Linked DNA regions of Mus musculus: all the other regions are linked to region 1. The links are chromatin contacts, called in public Hi-C and HiChIP or PLAC-seq maps. All regions are on one chromosome and are shown on one strand. Each heading gives the region's core, a stretch centred on a gene start, on an enhancer-like site or on the middle of the called end of the contact. The rest is flanking DNA. Distances are from core to core; before and after follow the strand shown. Region 1 has its middle 18 kb from the start of A830029E22Rik. Region 2 has its middle 19 kb from the start of Pdgfc. Region 3 overlaps Pdgfc (platelet-derived growth factor, C polypeptide). Region 4 overlaps Pdgfc (platelet-derived growth factor, C polypeptide). Region 5 overlaps Pdgfc (platelet-derived growth factor, C polypeptide). Region 6 overlaps Pdgfc (platelet-derived growth factor, C polypeptide).

Region 1 (4,212 bases), core at 1,255-3,754:
TTTCATTCTTAATCTAGAAGCTATTACTGGAAGCTCTCACAAATAAATTAATTCTTACCAATGGAGTGTCACTAGGTATTGAAACTGCTCTTAAGGCCAGGCAACACATGTCACAGTAGATGGCCATCATAGAGCAAACTCAGTGGGATATTTGGCGGTTGGTTCCTTGTCTTCTAATGCTTCCGTACTGTTGTTCTTCTGTTGTTTTGATTTTCTTTACAAACCATTTGTGTAGATACTATGATGTCTAACTTTGGGTTTGTATGAGATTTCTGTGTGTTTAAATGTATGTGTCTCTATGTCTATACGAGTCTATTGAGTCTATTGAGTTTGTTTTTGACTCTTAATACATCATAATTGCACTTTCAGGTAGAACTCTACAAATATCAAACCTTGTGACTTCTGTACCAATATATCATAATATCACATGGAATTTCTTTCCAGATAACTGTTATAAACGAAATACTAAAAACGTAAAAATATATCTTGGTATTTAGATAATTTTTAAGGTCAACCCTGTGAAATTTAATTGGTAGATAACTTCAGATCAATGGAAAGCCTGACTGGTTATGCATTCATGTGAATAGCTCTTGGTCTATTTAGTATCTAGAAACTAGGAAGGTTGTACTTGGTTTTTCCCTTTCGTCCAGACTCTCATGACCTTTCAGTTACCATGTCTAGGCCTTTATTAACCTTAACGATTTGTTTGGGATAGTTGCTTCTCATGGATGTTGGCAAGGGTCTCCACTGTTTGCTAGTGGCAGGGAGCTCAGATTTCTCATTGTCTAATGCTATAATTTTCCAGTTCTTTACCAGGTTCTTGAGGTTTGTGGGTTAGTCGCAAATTTCTCCCAGCTAAGTCCATGTGTTATGAGTTTGGGTTCCAGGTTGGCCTGTTGAGAAATGCTAAAAATAAAATAACAGGGCCTAGCATGATCTCCTGAAGTCACTGACTGCATATGTCTAAGAGTACTGTGGGATTCTCATCTTTCCTTGCTTCCTGTCTTGACCAGAAAGTATTCGAGTCCATAGTGATGCATGACACTCATCCGAGGCTAAGGGCAGTTGAGCCACCCGATATTATATTTGAACCTCCAGAGCAATGTGCTAAAATAAAGATCTCTTCGCTTTTTGATAGGTCCATCTCAAGGTTTGTGCTGTGGTACTTGAAAAGCTAACTAAAACACCAAGTAGCCTCAAAGCACACCGCAGAGCAAGCAAGCTGACTCAGAGTCGGAAAGAGCTCCACCCCAAAGGTACACAGAGTGAAGCACAAGGTAATGGAGTAGAGAATGGCTGAGCATCTTCTTTCGGACGGAAGCTCGGAAGGGGATAGGACTGGGCTCTAACAACACATAAAGATGAATGGTTACAAGACTGTGATAGAAAAGGAGACCTGGAGAACAAGATTTGGATTAGAGGCTTAGCAGAAAAGATTCACAAAAGGGAGCCAGACGAGGAACCACTGGAAATAATATCAAAGATCTTGCGGAAAATACCTACATCTTTAATATGTTTTCTGAGTCTTAATATGGTCCATGGGTTGGATGGCTTTACAGACCCTCTTCCCTCCAAACACATGTTTATTATTCTTAAGATAATTTTCACAGCCTTAAATGATTTTTACTTTTGACTTCAGAGATTGTTTTCCCCCCTGTTTGGAAGTGATAACCCCTGAGAGCCTCTACCTAGTTTTAATCTTACTGACAGGTTATAAGCAATTTCCTATTAAGAATGTTTTTGTTGTGATCATTATTTTTATCATGACTATCATATTATTTCAATATTTTTGTATGGAATTCCTAATGTTTCTAATTGACAGAGCTGTTATTCTACCTCTACAGTGCAGTTTAAATTATAATAACATAAACAGATTATATCTATCTACCTGAAATGCCAAGTGAAATGTCTCATGAACTACAGGCACTTATCTCTTTTTTCACAAGGAATAAATATAGTCGTTCATAGGACAGATAATGACATAAGTTTGAGGTTGACAGAAAAAAGGAGAGTTTATTTGAGGCAGATGTTTGCTATGGAGAAAGTCGCTGGAGAGTCATCAAGGGAACGCTGAATTTCCGACTTACAAATTTGATAGGGCAAGATGACAAGGAAAAATACCATTTCAAAATGGAGGGACTAACTTTACAAATGTGTCAGCCAAGACCCCCTAGTGAGGATCGAGAGAGAACACTGCCAATTTCACTTCCAAACACAAAACAACTCTGTAAACGCCGCAAGATATCTACTTTGCCAATAGAGGGCGCAAGAGACACGCTGAAGAAAAAAAAGGGATTTTTTTTTTTTTTCTTTCTTTCTTCCTCTCTTTTATGCTTTTCCTCTGAGCAGTTTTGCTTTGGCGTTACCCTTCTGGCTTCTGCTGCATTATTCCGTACATGATGTGGGTGTGTGGTGAGAACATGTGGTGGCTTTTTTATCCAGCCACGTACCCAGTGGACGCGGTGACCTCATAGGCTCACATCAAGCCCTATGATCACCTTCAGAAAGTTGTACTTGAAGCGTACTGATACTGAATGCTCCAGGCTTAGAGTCGTTAGCAGCACCAGGACTTCCTCTGTGGCTTTGCTTAATGGGCTGAATGCCCGCACCCAGCAGGCTGGCTCATTTCCTTCCTGTCTGCTGAGTGTGGACCAGCTTCGACCCAGAAACCCCAGTAGCCCCTTCTGCCATCCCGGGAGCTGTAACCACTCCCTCCCAAACAAGCCTCAGGCCTAATGGAACAGGGGATTTTCCTGACCAAGTTTGCCCTTCCTGTGGGCAGCCCAACGTCCTTTAAATGCTATCACTACATCTTTAGAGTTATTCCTCATAGCTTATTGTCTCCGTAATATCGAGTTTCTCCAGTGAAATCTACTCTGCTCTATCTGTTTCCCAATGAGATCAAGGATGAGACAAGAATTCATAATTTAAAGAGCCTTTATTTGCTATACATCTCTGAATCGCAAGGAACTAAACCAGGGGCCTCATGTAGCTTACCATGTGATGTGATAGTTTGGGGACTAGGGAGAAGACATGTCACTACAGTCACTATGACCCATTAGAATAAAACTATGCGGACTGCGCCAGGAGAGGGCCTTCTGTTCACAGTTCTTTACTTGTTTGGCATTTCCTTGTACTCATAAACCTGTTGCTGACAATCATTTGATCAGTTTAATTATCTAGAAATTACTTAGTAAAGGGACTGAGAAAGTACATCCAGAGTTCTGAAAAACTGTATATCCAGAGAAGAGTTAGTAATGAGCTCAGAGCAGAGACCATTGGCTGGCCTTCCAGGGGAGGTTGCCCCGTTTCTAGTGTTTGCCAGTTTTGCTAATATAGCTTCTCTGGTGAAGCTTACTGTTGTTGGAAACGAACAGGCACAACGTTGAATACAGTGTTAAGACTGCATCCTTGTATAGAACTTTTGATGTGTGAATCCCACACACAGAAATAACTCGAAGAACAGATGGTAGCCAAAAAACACAATCACGCAAAACTTAACGTTTCCCATGAGTGATGCTTCTGATTCAAATATGTGTACCTATGAGTTTGTATAATTCGCTTTTTAATAACGTCTGTGTTTCCAGCGGACATTTCCTTCTTCCTTCCTTCCTTCCTTCCTTCCTTCCTTCCTTCCTTCCTTCCTTCCTTCCTCCCTCCCTCCCTCCCTCCCTCCCTCCCTCCCTCCTTCTTTCTTTCTTTCTTTCTTTCTTTCTTTCTTTCTTTCTTTCTTTCTTTGTTTCTTTTTCGAGACAGGGTTTCTCTGCGTAGCCCTGGCTGTCCTGGAACTCACTTTGTAGACCAGGCTGGCCTGGAACTCAGAAATCTGCCTGCCTCTGCCTCCTGAGTGCTGGGATTAAAGACGTGTGACACCATGCCCAGCAGTCCAGCTGACATTTCCAACCCAGAAGCTATAACTAATTGATAACCACTCATAATGAAAATTAGTTGTCTCCAAAGGTGTCTAATTGGGCATACAAACCACTTTTAAGGCCAGGCCAAATCCCATTGTAGTTTTGGAGGGTTTTTGTTATTGTTGTTGTTGTTTGGATTTGGTTTTGTTTCTCCATGTGTCTGAGCATTTTATTTTTCATTTTTCTTTCTTTCTTTTTCCCTTTCCTTGTAGGCATTTTGTTTATATAACTTGGTATCTGATTTTGTGTTTTTATGAGATTTCTGTGTTTGCCAGTGTGTTTGTCTCTACATCAATAT
Region 2 (4,212 bases), core at 749-3,248, 770 kb after region 1:
AGAGTTGGTGATGAAATAGGTAGTTGAAGAGAGGAAAGGAGACACAAATCCTCCAGCCATATATCAGTAAATAAGTTAAATTGGTAGTGGTTGTCAACCTTCATTGTCACCTCTACAGTCATTATGCCTCTCTCACACATCTCTGGATGTGCCTATGCCTTTATGAAGATGTGTCCAGCTAGATTGCACTGAGCAGGGAAGACTCACCTTGAATCTGACAAATGCCATGCCCTATGCGAGAGATTAGGACTGAGTAAAGAGACAGTGAGTGGAACCTCAGCATAAACGGGTTTGTTTCCTCATTGTGCGCAACAGCTGATCTTAGATTCTTGTTCCTCTCTCCTCCCCACAATGATCCTCTGGACCTCAAAATGTATGTCCAAATCAATCCTTCCTTCTACGAGCTGCCTTTTCTCAGATATTTTGTCTAAGACATGGGAAGAGTAATATAATTCATGTTCGCATATAACCCACAAACAGGATTGATTATATTTTCAATTTCAAAGGACAAAGACAGAGACCAAAATTACTTTCAATGCCCCACCTAAAAGTCACTGAAAACTTTTTTCCTATAAAGCATTGATCATAAGGTAGCTAAGAGCAAAACAAGGACCCTTGCATTCAGTCAGTGTCCTAAAACTTGTATTCTGGGAAAACGGAGACAGATCAGAATGTCGATGAAGGTGAGCATCCAAGATCAAGAGGATGCATCCTGGGGCAAGTGTTATCTACTGAGTTCCAGTTTACCCACTCAGGCAGGAAGGACTTCTGGAATTATCCCGAATAAGCAAAACAGAGCCCAATTGGACCATACCATGGCCAAAACTGATTAGTTATGACCACCTCCTCCCCTTTACTCCTGTTTTACCTTTATTTAAGCCTAGTGTCCCAAAGATGCACTTGAGATCACACACAATCTTTTTTATCTATTCTCCTCAGTATGCTGCACTGATTACATAGTATCTCCCTGCCTCTTTGTCTGTAATTGGGATGGTGAGTGAGCCTGAATGGTTAGGGTCTGTGGATTTATGGGGTCATTTTTATCATCAGCTTTGGATACAACTTGGAAGAGTAAGCTTGTTTTTAGACAGAAGGTTTGCTTTGACAACTGAAAATAGTTGATAAAATTAGTTGATTTGTTTTGGTGTAAGCTAAAAACAATTATGGTGCAGCCAACATACTCCACAAACCTGTCTTTTGGGGTTCTCTCATTGGTGTCTGCCTAACGCACTGAGCATAGGCCACAATCATCCAGTCCTTCTTGGATATCAGCACAGTTTCATGTAGGGTTATTGAACTGTTGTTCCTCTCTAGTGGCATAATTCCAGTTTCACAAAGCATCTCTGGGTCCCAAGTCATGCATGCTCTGGACAGTTTAGAAATGGAGAAAGACAGCCTGACTACATCCCCTGTTCCACTTACTCTTTCTACTACTTCTTCTCCTCCTCCTCTGCCACCACCATCTCTTTCTCTTCCTTCTCCATGTCCACTTTCCTCCTCCTCCTCCTCCTCCACCCCCATCACCACCACCACGGCTCCTCCTCTGATCACGTTGATTGATGCTACATGCAAGAATGGCAGGAAAAGAATGAGTCCTTATGGGATTGGTGCTCTTGCAATAATGAATGTGGGTTTTCTGTCATGGCAAGTGACCAAACAGTTTCTACAGGGCTGGACTTGGACACTCCTCACTCTGCTCTCCCTTCCCCCCAGCTTCAGCTCCATCCTGTTTCTTAGCCCTGGCAATAAAGTGCTGCTGTTTCTTTACAAAGGCCCCTCAGGTCTTGCCCTAGCTGTATTCCTGTGCTCCTGGGCTGAGTTCTTTCCTGATGACTCCTACCTGATGACTCATAGCTGGCCAGCTTCCAAGGCTCTTGCCTTCAGCTTTGGGAAACAGTCTCATTTCTTCAAGGGCCAGCCCCTCCCCCTAGAAGCTGCAATCTTTGATCTGATTGTCAAGCAGCCTCGGCAGTAGACTAGACTTTGACTCTTCTAGAAAGGAGTCAATACCCAGAGTCCCAGCAACCATTCCCCTCATGCCCCAGAGATCACACAATCAGCAGTGTCAGCCACTGCTTGGAAAGGCCTGAGAAAATTATGCAGGGCCAGAGAGCCATGGGATTGGAGAGGACTGGCCTGGAGCAAGAGTGGAGTCAAGAGGTGTCCAAATCCTTGAAATCTCATCCTGAAATCGGCAGAAATAGCACTGCTTCCCAGCCCCAGCCCGTTTGCGTCCTGGTCCAAGTAGCCTTGCGTCCCTATGTTTTTGTCCCCCAGAAGCCAGGTAAACTTCCTCTCCCTTAATAAGGTCATGTCTACAGGCACCTGGAATTCCTTCCTGTGCAAATGGGGCAACCTGAGCACCTGGCTCTGGCCAATGACTCATCTTAAAGATTCATAGCCACCCCCCCAAAGGTTTAAGTAACTTTTGTTCCAACCCATTAAATGAACTATGTCACCAAAGCTGTCTCTCTAGAGTTCGTTCTCATTGTGTTCACATGCACTTGAGGCCTCTTCCGCTCCTAGCTGCCCCCACCTCGCTTACCAGCTCTGGGTCCACCGGGGGTGATCACAGGTCAGTCTCTCTCTATGCAATAGGTATGGAAGCGGAGCATGAACAGCATAAGTGCCCATCTGGGTGCGCATCGACTTCTGTGTTTCTGGAAAGTTGACAAGCACTTTATTTTTTACCTTAAGTCATCACTTCTAGTGTCTCTATCATGCCTTAGACTTATCTTGGAAAACTGGTCTAAACTCACAGACAACGGGAAAAGCCTCATCATAATATCCTACAAAACAGGAGTTTCCGTAACTCCAGGAAAGCATAGTTATGAAGGCCCCAAAGCAGTGGAAGATCCTTGCTAACATCGTGCCATCACTTGTGTGATATGTAAATAGTCCCACTAAAAAGGGTTTATGCTAAAACACCTTATCCACAAATGCCACTGTACTAGACTTAGCCACATCCATCACAGACAGTAACAGTGAGGAGCACAGAAAAGAGAGTGAGTTAGTGTGGCACATTTGGAAAGGGAACAGATAAAGGGGGGCTGGCTGTGTCCCTTCTTAGAATTGGGAACAAAACACCCTTGGAAGGAGTTACAGAGACAAAGTTTGGAGCTGAGACGAAAGGATGGACCATCTAGAGACTGCCATACCCTGGGATCCATCCCATAATCAGCCTCCAAACGCTGACACCATTGCACACCGTAGCAAGATTTTGTTGAAAGGACCCTGATATAGCTGTCTCTTGTGAGGCTATTCTGGGGCCTAGCAAACACAGAAGTGGATGCTCACAGTCAGCTATTGAATGGATCACAGGGCCCCCAAGGAGCTAAAGGGATCTGCAACCCTATAGGTGGAACAACAATATGAACTAACCAGTACCCCCCGGAGCTCGTGTCTCTAGCTGCATATGTATCAGAAGATGACCTAGTCGGCCATCAGTGGAGAGAGAGGCCCATTGGACACGCAAACTTTATATGACTCAGTACAGGGGAACGCCAGGGCCAAGAAGTGGGGGGGGGGGAGGGGAGGGGGGAGGTTTGGGGGACTTTTGGGATAGCATTGGAAATGTAAATGAAGAAAATACCTAATAAAAAATAATAATTAAAAAATTTTTAAAAAGAGTTGGAAAGTTAACCCTTTTCTAGGGGTGAGGGTGTTAGAGTAGCCTTAGAGATCTTTTATTTTATTTATGGATGAGGATTCTTGTAGTGGATTTAATGAGGTGTTTCCCCCATAGGATCAAATATTTGAATACTTAGTGCCTACTTGGTGGTACTGATTGGGGATGCTATGGAACCTTTGGGAGATATCACTAGAGGCAGGTTTGGGAGCTTATGCCTTCTCCACAGTTCTTATTCAATGTCTGCTTTCTGAAAGAACTTGATCTACTCTGGCAGAGTGAGCCTAAGTCCATCACTGTGGTACTAGCATGAGCTTTGGGTTTAAATGGCAAGGGGTTTGCACAGTTAATCAAGGTGGAGCCTCTATAATCATTTTCTCAGTTCTGTCTCTATAAGGTGATGGCTTGAGGGAACAAACCGCTTCTTAGGAGGTGATTACCACTGGCCCAGCCTTGCTAGCTTGATAATTGACCTCATTTTGGATGTAGACGTGAATTCTGTCATAGCTTCAGGCAGTTCTGGACTCTTACACAAAGGTATTTCTCAATCAGTCTTCTTCTTCCTGAAACCTGATGTGGCTGCA
Region 3 (4,212 bases), core at 512-3,011, 680 kb after region 1:
TAGAGTTTCTGCTAGTAATGATGTAAGATAAAAAGTGGCATGTGCTACACAATTATCAAAGTATTCAATCTGTAAAACTATCAAATATTAGCAATATTCAAAACATAAGATATTTTGAAATGTTTTCTTATACTTCTGACATATTTTAATTTTTTATTTTTGATATTATAATATAATTACATGTCTCTCTTCTTTTGTAGTGATTCAAACAATATCATATAACTCCCCACTCTCATTCAAATTCATGGCTTCCTTTTTCACATTATTTGATATTATGCATATATGCATATGCATAAATAACCCTCAATATACTTGTTCAGTCTGTAAAACATTACTTGTGTACATGTTCAGGACTGACAATTAGGTATTGAACAACCAACCAATAGGTGTGTTCTCCTCTGGAAATGACCACCTCTGCTAAAGTCAGCTTTCTTCCATTGCCTTTATTTATTTATTTATTTATTCATTTATTTATTTATTTTCTGTAAGATTGCAGCCTTGGGGTCTTTACACATCCACTTTGGTATGTCCCTTGGTATTGTCCTTGTTAGTTTTTTGGGTTTTTTTTTTTTTTTGACAATTTTGTATGTAGAGGACAACTTGTAGGAGTTGCTCTCTCCTTCAACCATGTGGATTCCAGGGACTTAACTCATGTCCTCAGACTTCACAGTAAACACGCTTACCCACTGAGCTGCCTTGCCCTTTAAAATGAAATACATTTATATGTAACAATCAATAAAAAAGTAACTTTAGTGACCCTCACAGTTGTTTACAATAGTAAATTCTGTTTATTAAAAAAATACCTACATGATCCTCAAAGTGATTAACAAATGCATTCTTGTTCTAAGGAGAGAGATAAGTCAAACTGCTGATCATGCAGGAAAAGAGCACCTGAGAGAAAACACTCAACACAGCATAGAATCCATGAACTGTGCAATTTGAGACTGTAATCTGGGGTGTGAGCTGCTTGGTCCTGGAGTTCACTGGTCAGCCAGTCTATTCAAATGAATAGACTCCAGGTTACATGAGAGAACATCTATCCAATAAATATATAATATATACATATAGACTAGCACACATACATACATACATACATACATACATACATACATGCATATATACATGCATATATCCATTCATAAGGAAGGTACACCGGGACTAGGAATGACAACCTCAACTTTGGATATCCTAGTGCATTTGCACACACAGGAAAATGTACAGACACCACAAATATACACAATGTTTGTATCTCTCTATGTATATGGCACATAAGTGTCTTTGAACAAGCATGAGACTGAACTCTGAGCAAGGCAGAGTAAGCAGGAAAGAAGAGTGAAACAGAAAAAGCGAATGAGGCCAATTTAAAAAAAAAAAAAGCTGAGTGCTGATTCACTGAGACAGTAAACACCACAAACCTATTAAAGGTTAGCTCTGCTGCATTAATAATTAATCCCTTTTCATTAGAGTGAATCAAAACAAGCTCGCTTAGCCAAAACCTTGGCAGAAAACAAGGGAGATTAGACGATTGTAATATTTTAACTACAAACTTCAAAGAAATACCGGGATTAAGGGATCCTGATTCCCTAAATATTAATGAAAGCAACAAACTCATCTCATCAAGTCTAATGCCTGTTTACCAGATACATTGTTTAGAAACATATAGAGAATCACTAAAGGATTGTTAAAAGAACTACTTAGCCGTCTAAATCTTGCAGAGTTAGCTGTAGACATCATTGGTCTGGGGCTTGTTGGAGGATCATCTGCTCTCAGTCAGTCTCTGTAAATGCATCATGCACAGCTAGAGGCACAGGAGATGCTTGCACACACTGATTCACATGCTCAGTTACTCTCCTAAGCTACGAATTAACAGGATTGTCAGTTTACAGAAGCTACTCTGTAGATCAAGGCTGTCTTGTGCCTGGGTACACAGCTGTCTAGACTGGACTGTAAAGGAGAGTACCCTCGGCTGTGAATTCCTTCATCCCCTTCCAGGAACCATTTTCAACATAAAGTCAGCAACTTTTATTCAAATTTGAACAAAGCAAGTTTTATTTAGAATGTTACTAGATATTTCATGTAAACAAATAAAAATTAAGAAAATTCATGCATAAAACATTAAGCATAAATTAACAGCTGAAGTGGACAAGGGTGTGACTCAAGGCCTGTTGTGTACACACAAAAGGACCAGAGCTCCACCCTGGCTCTGCAAATAAAACAAAGATAAAAATACCGAAACTGCTGCAGTAGCCATGGTGATTTCTGAACAGCAAGTGACTGTATTTAGCAACTGAAAGGAAGAGAAATCAGGAAGTGCCCTCCCCCCCCCACCTCACCCCAGACTCATAGGCACTAGAAGTCCAGGAAAACCACAGGCAGCCCCAATACACTCAGCCCTGGACACACACATGACATTCTACAAAACTGATGTTTACTGAGCAATAGGAGAGATGGAACTTTCCTTCAAAAAAAATCAAGGCTTAAAATTGGTCTGAAAAGATGTGTGTTGTGTTGACCATTTGCTGAGAAGGTGGTGTGGTTTTTGGGCAGAAATGATTTCTTTGTGAGAATCTCACATTATTCATGGTAAAGAAGGCCCATTAATATTCACTGCCAATAACAAGGGATTGTTTATTCTTTTGTTTGTTTGTTTGTTTGTTTCTCAAGACAGTTTTTCTGTGTAGTCCTGGCTGTCCTGGAACTTGCTCTGTAGATCAGGCTGGCCTTAAACTCCACCTGCCTCTGACTCCCTAGCACCATTTCTTTGACCTCTCTTTGTAACTGTGACCCTGCGTAATTAACTTGGTTTGTGGCTTTTTTCTGATTGCTTCAAGAACATCATAATCATGGCCCCTAAAGCTCTTCCCATGACTAAGGCAGGAGGGATGCTGCCTTATGATTGCCTGTGCAATCTTAAGTAGAAAAGAAGGGCATGCGTGTGTTGTGGTTCACACCTGTAACCCCAACCCGGAGTAGTCTGAGATAGAACGCACCAGAGGACAAAGCCAGCCTAGGCTTCATGGCAAGCTACCAATCTGTTCTACAGAGTGAGGAAGTGGGAACCATTGCTCAAAAAATATCAAAATAACAAACACATTGGCCTTGGATGGCTCAAACTCAAATCCTAGAATTAGAAAGGTTGAAGCAGGAGAACTGCTGACTATTGAAGGCTGGTATGATCAACACAGCTCAAGGTCACTGTGGGCTGGACATCAAGACTCAGCATGAAATAATAACATATTGCATTTTGCATGTGAATCTGACTGACAAAGTTTGGGCAATGCCCTCCCATTAAAATATGTCTGAAGACTATCTTGTGCAATAAAGTCTGAGGTACGGTCTTTGAAACATGATATATGACTAAGTCCTCAGGAATTCCAGACCTTCTAAAACAGGTGGAGAGCTGTCTGTCCCTTCTACCAAGTCCAAAGGATGAAGGAGAAAGCCAAGCCTAATACAGATACTGAATTTCCAGGCCTTTTAACCAATGGCTTCACAGACTTACCAAATGGCAAGTGACACATTTCTACTATTCATTAATTTCTTATAATACAATCTGGTAAAACTAAGTCAAAAATAAAGAAAACAGGTAAAGTATGTTACTGTGAACTACAAAGGTTCATAACTAAGGCTAGGCTAACCCAGCCTGGTGTAGATACCTCACAGGTCTAAGCTCCTTGTTCACAGAATGTGTGCAGTGTCAGTTCCATCCTGCTGTCCTTTGCATCCCATAGGAATAGGCACTTGTCCCTCTTCCCAAGCTATCATTCTCCTATTTATACTGAAAAGAATCCATCCTCACATTCTTTATGATACTGGGAATGTTAGTCATAAGTTCTAAAAAAAAGCTGTGTTTCTCCAGGAACTCCATCTTGCTGGCATGCATGCATGCTTGAGTTAAACATTTCATGATTAAAACCAACAAAAGAAAGGTCATAAATCCAGCACTGCCTTAGGACTCTAATCTCTCAGCCAAGCTTCGGGAATATACAGGGGGCTCCACCAAGGCACTCGCTCTGGTTATGCACATCCTAACCTAACTACTTGTATTCCCACTGCCCTCTTAAATTATCTTTGGATGTTTCTCACTGAGGTGCTCACTACAGCATCCAAAAGAACTTTCGATCTCATTTTACATGGCTATTCTGCAGCACGTGATAGTGTATGCCATCATGTTTGCTTTGCTCTTCATAAAAGCACCAGTTTTCTGGTAAT
Region 4 (4,212 bases), core at 1,074-3,573, 660 kb after region 1:
ACTCTAGTATAATGGCTATCAACTCCCTTTCCACCAAATTATATTACTTCAGATCATGTCACAGATCATGTCCACAAGTAACAATGACACTTCCACTGTACTCAAAACAATTAAAAAGGATGACCCCCTTCCACAGTGTGTTCAATAGATGCATTACCTTAAATTAGAAAAGGAGAACCACTGATTTTTAACCATAAACAAATAAAACTATAGGTGTAAATTTTAAGCTGCTAACGAACATAGATCTTGCCATTTGCATTCTGTTCAGTTTATTTCATTGAGTAATTTTTTTTCCTTTTTTTTCACAAATTTGGTAATACCCCTGATAGTTACAGTATCAAGTACGTTAAAATAGCTACAATAAAGCGACCCACAACATTTTCTGTGTGATTGTCTATTAAAATTGTGATCTGGAGACATTATTACAAGTTGTTACTGATTTGATAAATTCTGGAGTCCTTTCAATACTTGGATCACTACACTTGACGTTAATTCTACCTCTGAAAGTCAAGATTATTCTGGAACTAAAAAGTGTCCAATTTCAGAGATTGCTAATATAGAGTTGAATGATCAGAAGCCAACCTTTAACCTTTTGTTGGCCAAAAAGAAGCAAAGAATAATTTCTCTAAAGTTAACATTTTCACCATAAAAAATAATAAATAAATTCTTCATTTAAGGATGGGGAAAGATAAGTAGCATTATAGTCATTTGGGTTTTGTAGTTCTGAAAATGGGACAGTGTTCCTGCACATGATGGGTAAGTGTTCTAGGATTTGTACTCTGTCTCAAGTCCTTAAAAAGAAAGAGGGTCAAGTGTTTGTGGAGAACTGATACCACTTCACATACTCATAATCAAGTGTATGAAAAGGTATTTAACATGCTGTCTGGAAAGAACTGTATCTTCAATATTTTTAAACAATCTAAGCCAGTGTATCTACAATTGATAAGAACATGCAAATGAAGAATTAGTTTTCTCCATTAGTTTCACTTGGTGTACCAACCAGTGTTCAGGCCACGCCTCATATCTAGCAGTAGATGGCCATCGCAAAACTTATTCAATGGCAGTTTTACACATAGGTGTTTTGGGTGTATATAATGTTTACCAGATTTGTGTGTTTAATGAATTTCCATGTGTGTGTGTGTGAATATGTATGTTACTCTATTTATATGTGTTTCTTTTTCCTTAGCTCATTTTTTTAGTTTGTTTGTTTTGTCTTATTCTCTTTTTAAATTTTGCGTTATTTTATCGCATTATTTTTAGACGACTATTTGTATTCTAATGAGAAACAGACAAAGAAAGGGTATGGATTTGGATGGATAAGGGAGTAGGAAGGATCTGGGAGGAGTACAAGCTGAATAGATTGTATGAAAAAATGTTTTCAATTAGAAAAAACACCTAAGAATTCTTTACTACCACCAATTTAAAATATCCATGGGGCTGGAGAGATGTTCAGCTGTTCATAACTCTTGCTGCTCTTGGAGAAGACCCAATGGCTACTTTACAGATCACAACTGTCTATACCTCCAGTTCCACATGATGCAATACCCTCTCCTGCCCACCATTATCATTGGGTGTGTATATGGGACAGAAATATAGATGCTGGCAAAACACTCTTAAAACGTAAGTAGATTGAAAAATTTTAAATACTATCCAGGCTGAAGAGGCAGTTCATTGGTAGAGTACAGACATGGGGATACGAGGCCCTGAGCGTCAGGGCCAGTTCTCTTCCAAAACTAAACGTTCAGAAGAAGCTATAAAGATATATCATTTATTTTAAAAGTTTATGCATAATTACAAAATAAGGGACATTACAGCAGGAGACGGCTAATTCTTCTCCAATCAAAAGCATGACATTCTTTTTAGAACAAATAGAGAGGTAAGTGAAGAACATGTCCTCACCAACTCTTTGTATGACCATTTCTATAAATAGCCTACCAAATGCAAATTGAGTAACCCCAGTGATTGGCTAATCATTGACTCTTTACTTTCCTCTGTTGAATGGACCTACTTTGCATTTCTTATTCTATTTTAAGCATTCTTTTGATTTGCCTCCTCCTAAATGTGGGAGTAACTCTTCCTCCTGCTTTCCTCAGTCACCCTTCCATCAGCCCAAATCCCCAGCGACCTCAAGCACTGCTTAGACTTAAATAAACACTGCCCCTCAGCACAGGTCCTTTCTATCTGCATTAGAAGCTCTGCTTCTTCTCTAAGTCACAAAGCCACATTCACAAGGGCATTTTCCCCTTGAGATCCAACACACCCACTGCAGACACATGCACAATTTATGAGCTCTGCTCCTTCTGCACTTCCTAATCCCCATTGTTTGGTTCCCCATTTCACGAAGCAGGCACCCTTAAATGTCTCATCGTTCATTTATGGCATTGTTTCCACTGACCATCGTTGAGATAATGTTTAAGTGAAATGTCACTAAGCCCACATTTTAGTTGTTTCTGCAACTGTCTTCAACAGCAATTATTATTCTTGCTCATACAGTAAGCTTCCTTTTCCTTAATGTAAGGAGAGTGATCCAGCTTCCTACTGAAGAGTTTTGTTGCCTTTAAAAACATTGTATATTTTACAACAATTGGACATGTTTGTCAGTTTAAGAGCTTGTGTAAATAATGAGCTAATATCATAGTTTCCAAAACAATCAATTGAAGAAGTAAAGGTATTTTAACATGTATGCCTATTCCTGTCTGTTCTTATTAAACTGAATGAGTAAATAAGTCAGCGAGATGGCTTAGCGGTTAAGGGACCTTACCCCCAAAGCTAAGAAAATTAATTTGATACCAGGATCCTACGTAGAGAAAGGAAAAAATGAGTTCTCATAATTTTTTTTCTGATTTCTACCTGTATGCCATTGGCATTGGAGTTCATGTACACACAAAATACATACATATGTACTTACATACAAGCATACATACAGAAATATATATATATATATATATATATATATATATATATATATATACACATATATGCAGATTGCATACATGCATACACATAGAATGACAGACAGACAGACAAAAACACCTTTAAATTGAATGACAGAAGAAATAGCTTTAGTATGTGGCTAGTTCTAAACTAACTTGTTCTTCAAGCTTTGTTAATGTTTTATTAACTTATACCAAAAGTTTAACTTAAAACACCCAAATAATGATTCTTTATTTCTAATTTAAGAAAATACAGCTTTCATAATATTAAAAGGCATTCTTTCCTATCTCACCTCTTAATATTTTAACTATTTCTGTTTATTATGAATTGTGTACAATGCTGAAGAGCCAAAATTCTTTAAACCACTCACCATACAGCTCACACTCCTACTTCTGTACCTTGTCATATTTCTTTGAAGACACACACTTTTAGTTTCAACGGATGTTATTAATAATTTAGCTAACACTGGCCCTTTATTCTTCCCTGTTCTCCTGGGTAAACCCAAAACTTCACTCATAGAAATAACTGTGACTCACAGTAATTATGTTAATTTCATAAAAATTATTTGTGGTTTATTTACCTATATTATTACATTCACCTATTAGGAAAAATGGCTTCTCTCCCTTCATTTACCCTAGTTCCTGTGTCCTTTGTCTTTTAATATTAGCTGAATAACTGTGAATACTGATTCTGAAAATACACAGACCCCACATAAAACGGCCCATAATAACTAATGAACAAATGGCTACTTGCTGGATCTCTGTCAACTGGGAGTTGCCCATGCCATTCTGGGACACTATTCAAAAACAGATCACAGATTTAAGACAGGAAATAAAAGCAACGGGCCTGTAGAAGTTAACCACCACTATTGTGATCAGTAATAACCTGAGAACAGATTCTAAATATTGGCTGTGTTTCCCAAATTTAGAGATGTTAGTCCTATCTTAAGTTATAGCAGCCACAGTTAACAGTTCTGGATCTACCATTAACTTCCAAATGCTCGCATACCTTATCTTAACAGCAATGCTATTTAAATCAATGTGATCTGTTTTCATTGTATCTAACATAGAGTTCTTTGTCATATGAAATTAAATTTTTAAGGTCTTGTGTATATAGAGAGCTCTCACATTATCTTGTTCAACAGAATGTGTTTCATCATCTTCTTCTCAGGGGCACATTCATTGAAGGGAAGGGAGGCAGTCTGGTTTGTATATTGTTAAATCTTCAGCGATCAGAGGAGTAGCTGAGTGTAGGGGGTACACAAAACATGTATTTAAT
Region 5 (4,212 bases), core at 714-3,213, 620 kb after region 1:
TTATCATTACTATATACTATAAATGAAACTATCACTCTGCAGGTAAGAGCATTTGCTGCTTTTGAGAGGACCTAGATTCCCAGCATACACATCACAAGGTTCACAGGGCAGCCTGTGACTCTAATTCCAGGGGTTAACAATCTCTTCTGACCTCTGTGGGCAACAGCAGATGTGTGTTTCACATTCATACATATAGGCACTCATGTATGCACAAAACAATCTAAAAGTAATAAAATTGACTTCTCTGTCATAGCCCATCTTCACTGGATGAAGGGAACCCAAGGAGACTGAAATCAACAAAAGAGAATTGATGTGCACACAATTGTCACACTGTCTGGGAGCACAAGTCTTGACATAGGACAATAATATTGATCCTTTTCAGTAAAGGAATTGGATCTCAGAAGGCAGATAAACAAAAATCCTTAATTCTACTCACAAGAAAAGCAAAGTAATAGTTTTTATTTTATTTTGCTTTCCTTTTGGTGTATTTTCTGGGTTTACTACATGGTTTTGTTTACTGGGAAAGGGACTAAGTCGATATGTGGTATTCTGTTCTTGAACCCAATGATTGAATAAGGAGGGGTTAGTCTTTTAATGTTTTCATTTCCAAAGAAAGGAAACAAAACAGACAGCTTTATCTCAAAGGAGCTGGTCTGGTCATCAGGTGACGTGATCAGGGCTGTAAGTCCAGCTAAGGAGATTACTTCATATTTGATGGTGTGAAAAGAGAAATGAGAAACACCAGGCTCAGTGCCCACTTGGATAATTCACCCCCTAGGCAAGATCCCGAGGCAGGGATTATCTGCAATACTTTTATTTTATTTTCTTCTTGGACAATTTGAAATATGCTTTCCTTTTGGCTATTTCTTCTCTGTGTTACCCTTTCAAGGTGCTTTTATAGCAGACTCCACCACAGCCTTTTACAGGTCCACACACTGCAAGGAACCCTAGCAGGTTTAACAGTTTCCCATACATTGCTGCATTCCCCTTTTTTGCTCCAGCTGATTTCTCTCAGAATCCCCCCCCCCCAGAGAAGAGACAAGGTAGTTTTAAAATAAATTTGTGATTATCTTATAACTTCTATTCATATATTTAAAAATTTTTTATCTCCCCACTTTTTCTATGGCCCTAAATTTCCCTTTGGAAATATCCAGAACTAATGATATATTTTACTTCTGAATATATCTTCCTTTCTCTTTCCCTATCTTTCCCCCATCTCTCTCTCTCTCTCTCTCTCTCTCTCTCTCTCTCTCTCTGTGTGTGTGTGTGTGTGTGTGTGTGTGTGTGTGTGTCTGTCTCTCTCTCCAATTTTATCTATCTATCTATCTATCTATCTATCTATCTATCTATCTAATCATTAGTTAGTTAATATGTTAGTTATAAGTATGAATTCCAAAGCCCTTTGCTGTGGGATAGCCTTCCAATCAGTAACACTTCACTGATTTTTATAGAAGCAAATAGAAACTGAACTCTGATGTTTCAGATATGTATCTGAAAAAGCTGTGCTAATTATCATATGCTCAGTTAAAGCTAAGGGACAATAAATGGCTATTTTTAACAACTTATGTACTGTAATTTCAATTGTTAAACTGTTTATATTTTCATTTAACCTAGAGCTTACAATACAGAAGTTGAAACTGAAGTCTTAACGAGATAATATATACTTTGGGGACAATATCTTCATGACTCCTGTTTGATTGGCTGTTTATCATCACGGTGTGAGCATTGAAAGGCTCCACAGGGATAGTCAGAGAACAGAAGGTCTTCATGTTACCCAGAAGTAAGACCTATACAACAGCTCCCTCTTATCCTTCAGACTTCAGTCAGAGAAACTATGAAATTTTGCAGACAGCTTTCCTTCTACTTCAGGGATTTTGGGCAACTGAGTCATTGTGGGCTACTTAAGCCTTTAGTCACTAGGAACCTCAACCTGGGCGAGACAGCACATTTCGCCAGATGGTAAATATGACCACATCTTTTGGTACAGTAATTCCAGCAATGATGGCCCTGTCATAGGTCAAGCACTTTAAGTCACCGGATTTATTACTCAGGGTTTCCAAGCCGCACAACAGTACATTTCACTGGATATACGTAGAAAAATACCCAGTAGTAGCTTTCAAGGATTACACACCAATATTTGAAAGCTATATATGAAGTCCCCTAATGTAGGATTACCTTTCCACTTCAGTTGACACACTTCCACTTCTTCAGACTTTAGCTGAATAGAAGCTCCTGGGGCAAGCACCATCTGGGAGCCCAGAGGCAGAGGCAGTGACGTCTTTGCAGCATGGTCTATGCCACACCCATCACAATTTTGAATTTTATTTTTTCATGAACATTCCTTTGCTATTCAATGGTTTCTGGAGGTCAAAGAAGCTCTGAATAATCTTTGGATCCCTGATACATAGCATGATATTTGGTTGATGCATAGCAGGGTACTTGACTGCTAGCTAAATAAGAGAATGGGTGAGTGTATGTAAAGATAAGGAAACAGAATCATAAACAAATATCAGGAGATGTAGTTGGCAAAAAACACAAATTTACATACTCTCTTCAAATAGAAATAGCTCATATTTTTCTCTTAAATATTTTATTATTTTATTCACTCCAATTCACATTAAATACAAGCTAACAGATTTTTTTTTCATTTGTAACTCCACGTGGCTTTTAAAATGAGGGTACTAGACTTTGTTTGGAGAAATGAATTGGATGCAATATTCTGGAATTAATTTTCATCCTAGTAGCCTTCCATTTCTCATTCACTTACAATCACCATGGTGACCACTGAGCTTTGTGTACATGTCTCCCACTCTGACTTAACACTAGATGTGAAACTTGGTATACTTGAATCTTAGGATCTAGCTTTCTCTATCTTTATGTGTCTCCAAGACAGTACATTATCAAACTGTACTGGACAGACAACTAATTGAGACCATACTTATGCTTACACATCCTACCTAGGTAGTCTTTACTGGACACAGAACTGAGAAGGAAGTGTTAATGACATATTCACAAGTGTCTGAAATCTTGTATTAGTGGCTAATCATTTTCTCGGACTAAGTAATTTGCTTTTGGGGAAGCAACTACAGAGACTGAAGTTAAATGTTTGATATACCTTGACGAATATTAAAATAAGAGATGAAGGACTTATGAAGTATGTGACTAATCTCTAACCTTCTTCATACAGATGCTAGAAAGTGTTACTTCAAATGTTTTTTTATTTAAAATATTTTGTCTATGTCCCCGCCATACATAAGAATCTCACAATCTGAAGTCCTTATCAGCTTACTACAGATGACATCAGTAGACCTTTATATGACCTCTAAAACCAACTTCTCTTGCACACCCCCTGTGCTGGTTTGAAGAGGTGAGGTCTTCATAGACTCATGTGTTTGGATGCTTAGCCCAGAGGGAATGGTACTATTAGGAGGTGTGGCCTTGTTTGAGGAACTTTATATTTGTGGAGATAGGCTTTGAGGTCTCTTACATACCCATGCCACTCCCAGAATGACACAGTCTCTTTCTGATGCCTTCAGATGAAAATATTGAACTCTTAGCTCTTTCTCCAAAGAAAGAGCTTGCTTTTCGTGCTGCCTGCTTGCTGCCATGCTCCCCACCATAACTAACCTTCTGAAAAATCTAAGTTAGACCCAACTAAATGTTTTCCTTTATAATAGTTTCTGTGGTCATAATGTCTCTTCATAGCAATAAAACCTTAACTAAGACACATTCCCAACATGAATCAGGGCTCACCTCCCTAAACAACAGGCCTTAACTGATTTAAACCTTCTTAAAATATAGACCGGGGTGTTGATCACACATATTTTCTTTTAAGTCTGGATCGATAGGATCATCTCTTCATTAATAATGCCTTGCATTTCTTTCTGGTCTCGACACTGATATTTTCCAGGAGCCTGTTATTGAGCAACTCAATAATTGGTTGGGGGAGGGTGCCAAGAATATGTTGAGTCACTTCTTCTAAAAGTCATATCCTATTGGGGGAAATTCATCAAGGTAAAAGTCAAATGTGAAGTTTCTTTGCAGCCAGCTTCCTGATTAGGCCAATAAGTATTTCTCAGAAGAGAGAAGCATATTTATGTTTCTTGCCTGCCACTCAAGCTTGCCTACGCTCCCTACATGTGCAATAAGCAAACCTTTTGAGATTGTATATCTGTTCACACTTCTATACTATCAGTCATCTCGCCATTATAA
Region 6 (4,212 bases), core at 1,282-3,781, 570 kb after region 1:
GAAAATCTGTGGTCATTAGCAGCCATCCTATGAACTCCTTCCCTCTACCCTTACAAACAGATACACTGCCTCTCTGTATTACTTTAAAAGATATATCTATAAATGGACTCACTCGGTATGTCATCGTTTAGGAATACTTCTGTATAGCATTCTTTCAGGCTCATGAACCCTGTGGTACTTACTGATTCGTCATTCTTGTTTCTTACAGCTTAATGATATCCCATTGTTGGAACATAACAGGCTCCATTCCCATTTCATTGGATTTCATTGGATAGGCAGTTTGATATTTCCTACTTTTGAGGTATTCTCAAAAATGTGCTATGTACCCTTTTTTCAGGCATTGGGCTGTTGCATATCTATTAAGAAATGAATTGTTGAGTCATATTTAAGCTCCGAAGCTCAGGACATTTTGTAACAGGGTTCCAATATATTTAGACCTTTATAGAATGTGTCTTTTTCAATTTTAGACATCTCAGGAAGTGTGGAACATCTTATTATGAATTTCATGTCCATTTTCTTAATCACTGGTGGTCTTCTCATGTTTGTTAGTTATCATTAGGTTATTATGTGAAGTGGTTTATTCAAGACCTTTTCTCATTTTCAAATGAGTTGTCATTATCATTAAGCTGTATGAGTTCTTTATGCATTCTGATAGAAGACCCTAGTCTAGCATATAAATTACACATACTTTATTTCACTGTACTAATCATTTCATTTTATATCAATCAAAACACAAAGTTTTTTAATTTTCATGGTCTTGTTTAACCTTTCTCTGTTTTTCCTCTCTTTTGCAATTGCACCTGAGAACCAATTGCAGGCCATAGTTTCTTTTATACTTTGAGTTTGTCTCATCTTTGCTATAAAAGACTGCCTCATCCTTTGGGTTTTTGAGTTTAGTGCGTACAGGATCCACATTGCTCTGAATGTGAACATTCGCTTGAACCAGAATCCTTTATTAGATAGCCTACCCTCACTACCAAACTGGATTGTCACTCCTGTCAAAAATCAACTGAATACAAGTTCTAAGGTTTAGTTTTGGATTCTCAGGCCTATCACATTGATCCATGGGTCTGACATTGTTAACTGTGTCACAGCATTTCTGTGACTTTGCAGTAAGCTCTAAAACCCTAAAGCTGAATCTGCCCATTTTATACTCCTATGCTCAAGGTTTATCTATCAGTTTGGTTTCTTCATACTCTTTTCTGATTATTTAGAGTATCTTAATAGTTCCTCTAAACAAGCCAGTTGGACTTAGACTTAGATCTATAACTTTTAAAATGATAAACTTATTGACCTTAAAAGAAAATTCTGATGAAAGAGATATGCTTCATCTTTCAGTTTCTTAAAGATTTATACTGGACATTCTTTCCTGTAATGACTGAGGAGTTATATAATAAATTGGATCCTGTGTAGATTCAAATGCCTGCTGAGGCAATCCTTAAAAAGATGAGTTAATGATTTAGTAACTGCACAGAGTGTGACCAAGGTAGATGCAGGAACGGAGCTTAGCATGAGCTTCTAGGGGAATACCAGTGTATTTGAGAAGGGAGGGAGGGAGGGAGGGAGGGAGGGAGGGAGGGAGGGAGGGAGGGAGGGAGGGAGGGATGCTGCCCATATGCTACTCAGAGAACAACTTGGAGGAGTTGGTTCACTTCTTTCCCCTTCTGGATCCTGGAACTTGAACTCAGGTAGGTAGTCAGGTTGGACAGCAAACAACTTTACACAGTTAGCAATCTCCCAGACAGAGAGAAAAGGAAATTTTATAACCTTGCTTCACTGACAAAATAGTAGTCTGGCCTGTGGGGAGCTGAGAAGCAGCAGCATCTTTCTCCTGTGTCCTTCATCTCTCAGCTGAAGGTCAGAGAATTCAACAGCCCCAGGGCTTGTCCCAGAGATGTTCCACTCAACATCATTTATCCTCCTGCATCCTCATCTCACCTATTTACTGATGCAAATTGTTAACTGACTCCCACTTTGATTCAATGCCTCATTAGGCATTGGTGAAAGAATAAACAATATGATTCCTGCTTAGAGTCCCATTAATGTAGGAGTCTAATGAGAAACCAAAACGAGGTCATTGTAACTCAGTACCACAATATTTATAGTTGAACTATTTCTGTACGCCTGTGTAAGTGGAGAGAATGAAGCCAAGCTTGAGGGACTAATGGCATTTGAATGGACACTTGGCAGGAAGCTAGTAAGAAGGGTCTGTGTAGGAGCTGTTCTTCTAAGAGAATGTAGCACACATTAGCATACATGTGAAGGAATGCTGGTATTTTTCAAAACCCACAAATATTCTCTACAGCTGTGCCAGATTTGATGGTGTAAAATGAACGGAAAGTGGTAAACAGTGAGCTTAGGAGGGATTTGGTGTGCCATACGAGGATTAAAACAGAATTCTGTAGAGTTCTACTGGGGAAACTCTACCCATCACCATTAGCTTTGCTGAAGGGCCATGCTCTTAGTGGTGTGGAGGACAGATCAAACAGCAGTGAGGCCAAAGGCTCATTAGGCTGGGGAAACAGAGACTGTTTTACTGGAATGGAGAGAGCTCTGAGGCAGGGCCAGAAAGGAGACAGTTACAGAAACTGGGGGGTGTGGTAGTCACAAATGTGAGGGAGGAAAAGGCACTCAGTGATGTCTGCTAATAACATAGGAAGCAGGAAATGAAAACAAAGCCCGGGCCTCTCTGAAGTGAGATGGTTCATTATAAAGGACTTAGCTTCAGAAAATTCACTCAGCTTCAACATCGGATGTGAGAAGAAAGCGAACCACTGGGGGGAAAAGAATCTATCGATACAGTTTAATTTTCTGAGGGCAAGACTACCTGTTTTGTCTTTCGCACACGTCCAAATTGTCTATAAGGAGTATTTGATGAGAAGGAGAAAGGAACAATGAGAATCAGAAATAAAAAATATAATCATGAATACTGCTTCATATAACTAAGTGCTATTCTTCAGTTTAATAAGCATCACTATGCAAAATGGGCCTTTGCCACAGAGACAGAAGTCGGAACCACTGATATAACATACAAAATAATTGGTGGTCAATATAGTCAACACCTCCAAGACTTAAGAGAAAATGAGGTCACGTGTGCTGTAAACGCATTAGCTTCTGTTGGCTTTGGTAAACACAGGAAGCATCATGAGTGTAATTGATCATAGACAATCAGGCTTCATACTTACCCTCACTCACTGGCAGTAGGGAACAGAGTGATACTTTTATGATCACGTTTGACCACCAAAGAGAACAATAAATATTTTAAAACTGACAAGGGAAATGGTTAGAAATACCAAGGTAAACACATCTGGTAGGTAATTCCGTGTAATCTCTCACAGTTCTTACTTTGCCAGTAAGACCTGGAAACTGCCGATATTCTGCACTTCCCATGATGCTTGGTGAAGTTATTTCTGGGTCTCTATAGCGCTGGGACAAAAGGGCAAAAGGTTAAAGAAATGAGACAGAGAACATGTTTATTTGTGTACTTGTTTCTCACATGGTGGGAGGTAGGGCAGGGCTGCCAGCAGCAGGGTCACAGTCAATGGGTACTCTTTGCAAGCTCAGTCTGGAGAGACTGTCTCTGGACATGTGATGTTTCGCCAAGCCTACAGCCAAGTGCTGAAGAAACCAGACCCCAAGAGATCTGTGCCTAGAATGGAAGGACTATATTTTGAAATACCCTGGTAATCCATAGACTAGCTACTACATACTGCAGATGTTGCCATAGAAAATGGAGACAGGAATAGGAACTTATGGAATCTGCCCCTCACTTAATCTAATCATATACTATATCACCACACATTTTACAATGCATCTTTTACTTTTAGATCCTATACAGTTTACTTAATCAGAATTTACTATTAATACCACTGGGGGGGGGAAGAACTTCATTGCAACAAGAAATTAGAAAGAAGAAGACAGGGGAGGGTGAACTGGCAGATGTTTTTCTACAATGCAAAAGATGGTAACTGAGTACTTTATTATCTTCCTTTCCTTGGAACCAAAGAGGCAGACATGTTCACACTCATGGATACCCACAACCGCCTCACCCCCCCCCACACACACCACATACACTTAGACGAACACTTACACTTGTCCCCAAAATAGCCAGATTATTTTATTTGATGATTCAATACATTTTAATTCAAATAGTCACCACAAAACTTGGGCACAGATTAAGCATTTACAAGCAATGTATTATGTTGATTTTCT

What was found. HiChIP or PLAC-seq counts read pairs in DNA pulled down with a chosen protein or histone mark. A called contact is a pair of places that touch in the nucleus more often than the background predicts.
Region 2: a CTCF HiChIP or PLAC-seq map of the NIH/3T3 cell line shows a contact between it and region 1, with 8 read pairs. The contact joins two enhancer-like sites. A contact is called at or near these places in 1 of 15 datasets of contacts at CTCF or cohesin (the NIH/3T3 cell line), 3 of 484 Hi-C or Micro-C datasets (the HPC-5 cell line, bone marrow-derived macrophages and liver), 4 of 115 datasets of contacts at active chromatin or transcription factors (bone marrow-derived macrophages, embryonic limb bud, embryonic stem cells and 1 more) and 1 of 9 other capture datasets (embryonic stem cells).
Region 3: a contact with region 1 is called in a Hi-C map of uterus, with 2.5 times the contacts expected there. The contact joins two enhancer-like sites. A contact is called at or near these places in 1 of 15 datasets of contacts at CTCF or cohesin (large pre-B cells), 4 of 484 Hi-C or Micro-C datasets (bone marrow-derived macrophages, cortical neurons and uterus) and 4 of 115 datasets of contacts at active chromatin or transcription factors (embryonic stem cells and large pre-B cells).
Region 4: a contact with region 1 is called in a Hi-C map of bone marrow-derived macrophages, with 14 read pairs. The contact joins two enhancer-like sites. A contact is called at or near these places in 1 of 15 datasets of contacts at CTCF or cohesin (the NIH/3T3 cell line), 1 of 484 Hi-C or Micro-C datasets (bone marrow-derived macrophages) and 1 of 115 datasets of contacts at active chromatin or transcription factors (embryonic fibroblasts).
Region 5: a contact with region 1 is called in a Hi-C map of embryonic fibroblasts, with 6 times the contacts expected there. The contact joins two enhancer-like sites. A contact is called at or near these places in 3 of 484 Hi-C or Micro-C datasets (cortical neurons, embryonic fibroblasts and uterus) and 2 of 115 datasets of contacts at active chromatin or transcription factors (bone marrow-derived macrophages and embryonic fibroblasts).
Region 6: a contact with region 1 is called in a Hi-C map of uterus, with 7 times the contacts expected there. The contact joins two enhancer-like sites. A contact is called at or near these places in 6 of 484 Hi-C or Micro-C datasets (bone marrow-derived macrophages, cortical neurons, embryonic fibroblasts and 1 more) and 1 of 115 datasets of contacts at active chromatin or transcription factors (astrocytes).

The regions. Positions count from the first base shown.
Region 1 is chr3:81,781,478-81,785,689 of GRCm38.p6, reverse strand. No RefSeq gene overlaps it. Among named protein-coding and RNA genes, the nearest start is that of A830029E22Rik, 18 kb to the left of the region's middle. Within about 2 kb of position 2,504, at least 126 of the 459 cell types and tissues checked have an H3K27ac peak or open chromatin away from gene starts, as enhancers often do. A contact at or near this core is called in the NIH/3T3 cell line, bone marrow-derived macrophages, cortical neurons and 2 more, where this site is marked.
Region 2 is chr3:81,015,472-81,019,683 of GRCm38.p6, reverse strand. No RefSeq gene overlaps it. Among named protein-coding and RNA genes, the nearest start is that of Pdgfc, 19 kb to the left of the region's middle. Within about 2 kb of position 1,998, at least 92 of the 459 cell types and tissues checked have an H3K27ac peak or open chromatin away from gene starts, as enhancers often do. A contact at or near this core is called in the NIH/3T3 cell line, where this site is marked.
Region 3 is chr3:81,100,415-81,104,626 of GRCm38.p6, reverse strand. All of the region lies in intron 1 of Pdgfc (platelet-derived growth factor, C polypeptide), which reads right to left. Among named protein-coding and RNA genes, the nearest start is that of Pdgfc, 66 kb to the right of the region's middle. Within about 2 kb of position 1,761, at least 141 of the 459 cell types and tissues checked have an H3K27ac peak or open chromatin away from gene starts, as enhancers often do. A contact at or near this core is called in bone marrow-derived macrophages, cortical neurons and uterus, where this site is marked.
Region 4 is chr3:81,124,957-81,129,168 of GRCm38.p6, reverse strand. The region is part of intron 1 of Pdgfc (platelet-derived growth factor, C polypeptide); the gene reads right to left. Among named protein-coding and RNA genes, the nearest start is that of Pdgfc, 91 kb to the right of the region's middle. Within about 2 kb of position 2,323, at least 11 of the 459 cell types and tissues checked have an H3K27ac peak or open chromatin away from gene starts, as enhancers often do. A contact at or near this core is called in bone marrow-derived macrophages, where this site is marked.
Region 5 is chr3:81,162,057-81,166,268 of GRCm38.p6, reverse strand. The region is part of intron 2 of Pdgfc (platelet-derived growth factor, C polypeptide); the gene reads right to left. Among named protein-coding and RNA genes, the nearest start is that of Pdgfc, 130 kb to the right of the region's middle. Within about 2 kb of position 1,963, at least 25 of the 459 cell types and tissues checked have an H3K27ac peak or open chromatin away from gene starts, as enhancers often do. A contact at or near this core is called in embryonic fibroblasts, where this site is marked.
Region 6 is chr3:81,213,915-81,218,126 of GRCm38.p6, reverse strand. Pdgfc (platelet-derived growth factor, C polypeptide) reads right to left here. Exons shown (of 6, transcript NM_019971.3): 6 at 4,087-4,212. Among named protein-coding and RNA genes, the nearest start is that of Pdgfc, 180 kb to the right of the region's middle. Within about 2 kb of position 2,531, at least 19 of the 459 cell types and tissues checked have an H3K27ac peak or open chromatin away from gene starts, as enhancers often do. A contact at or near this core is called in embryonic fibroblasts and uterus, where this site is marked.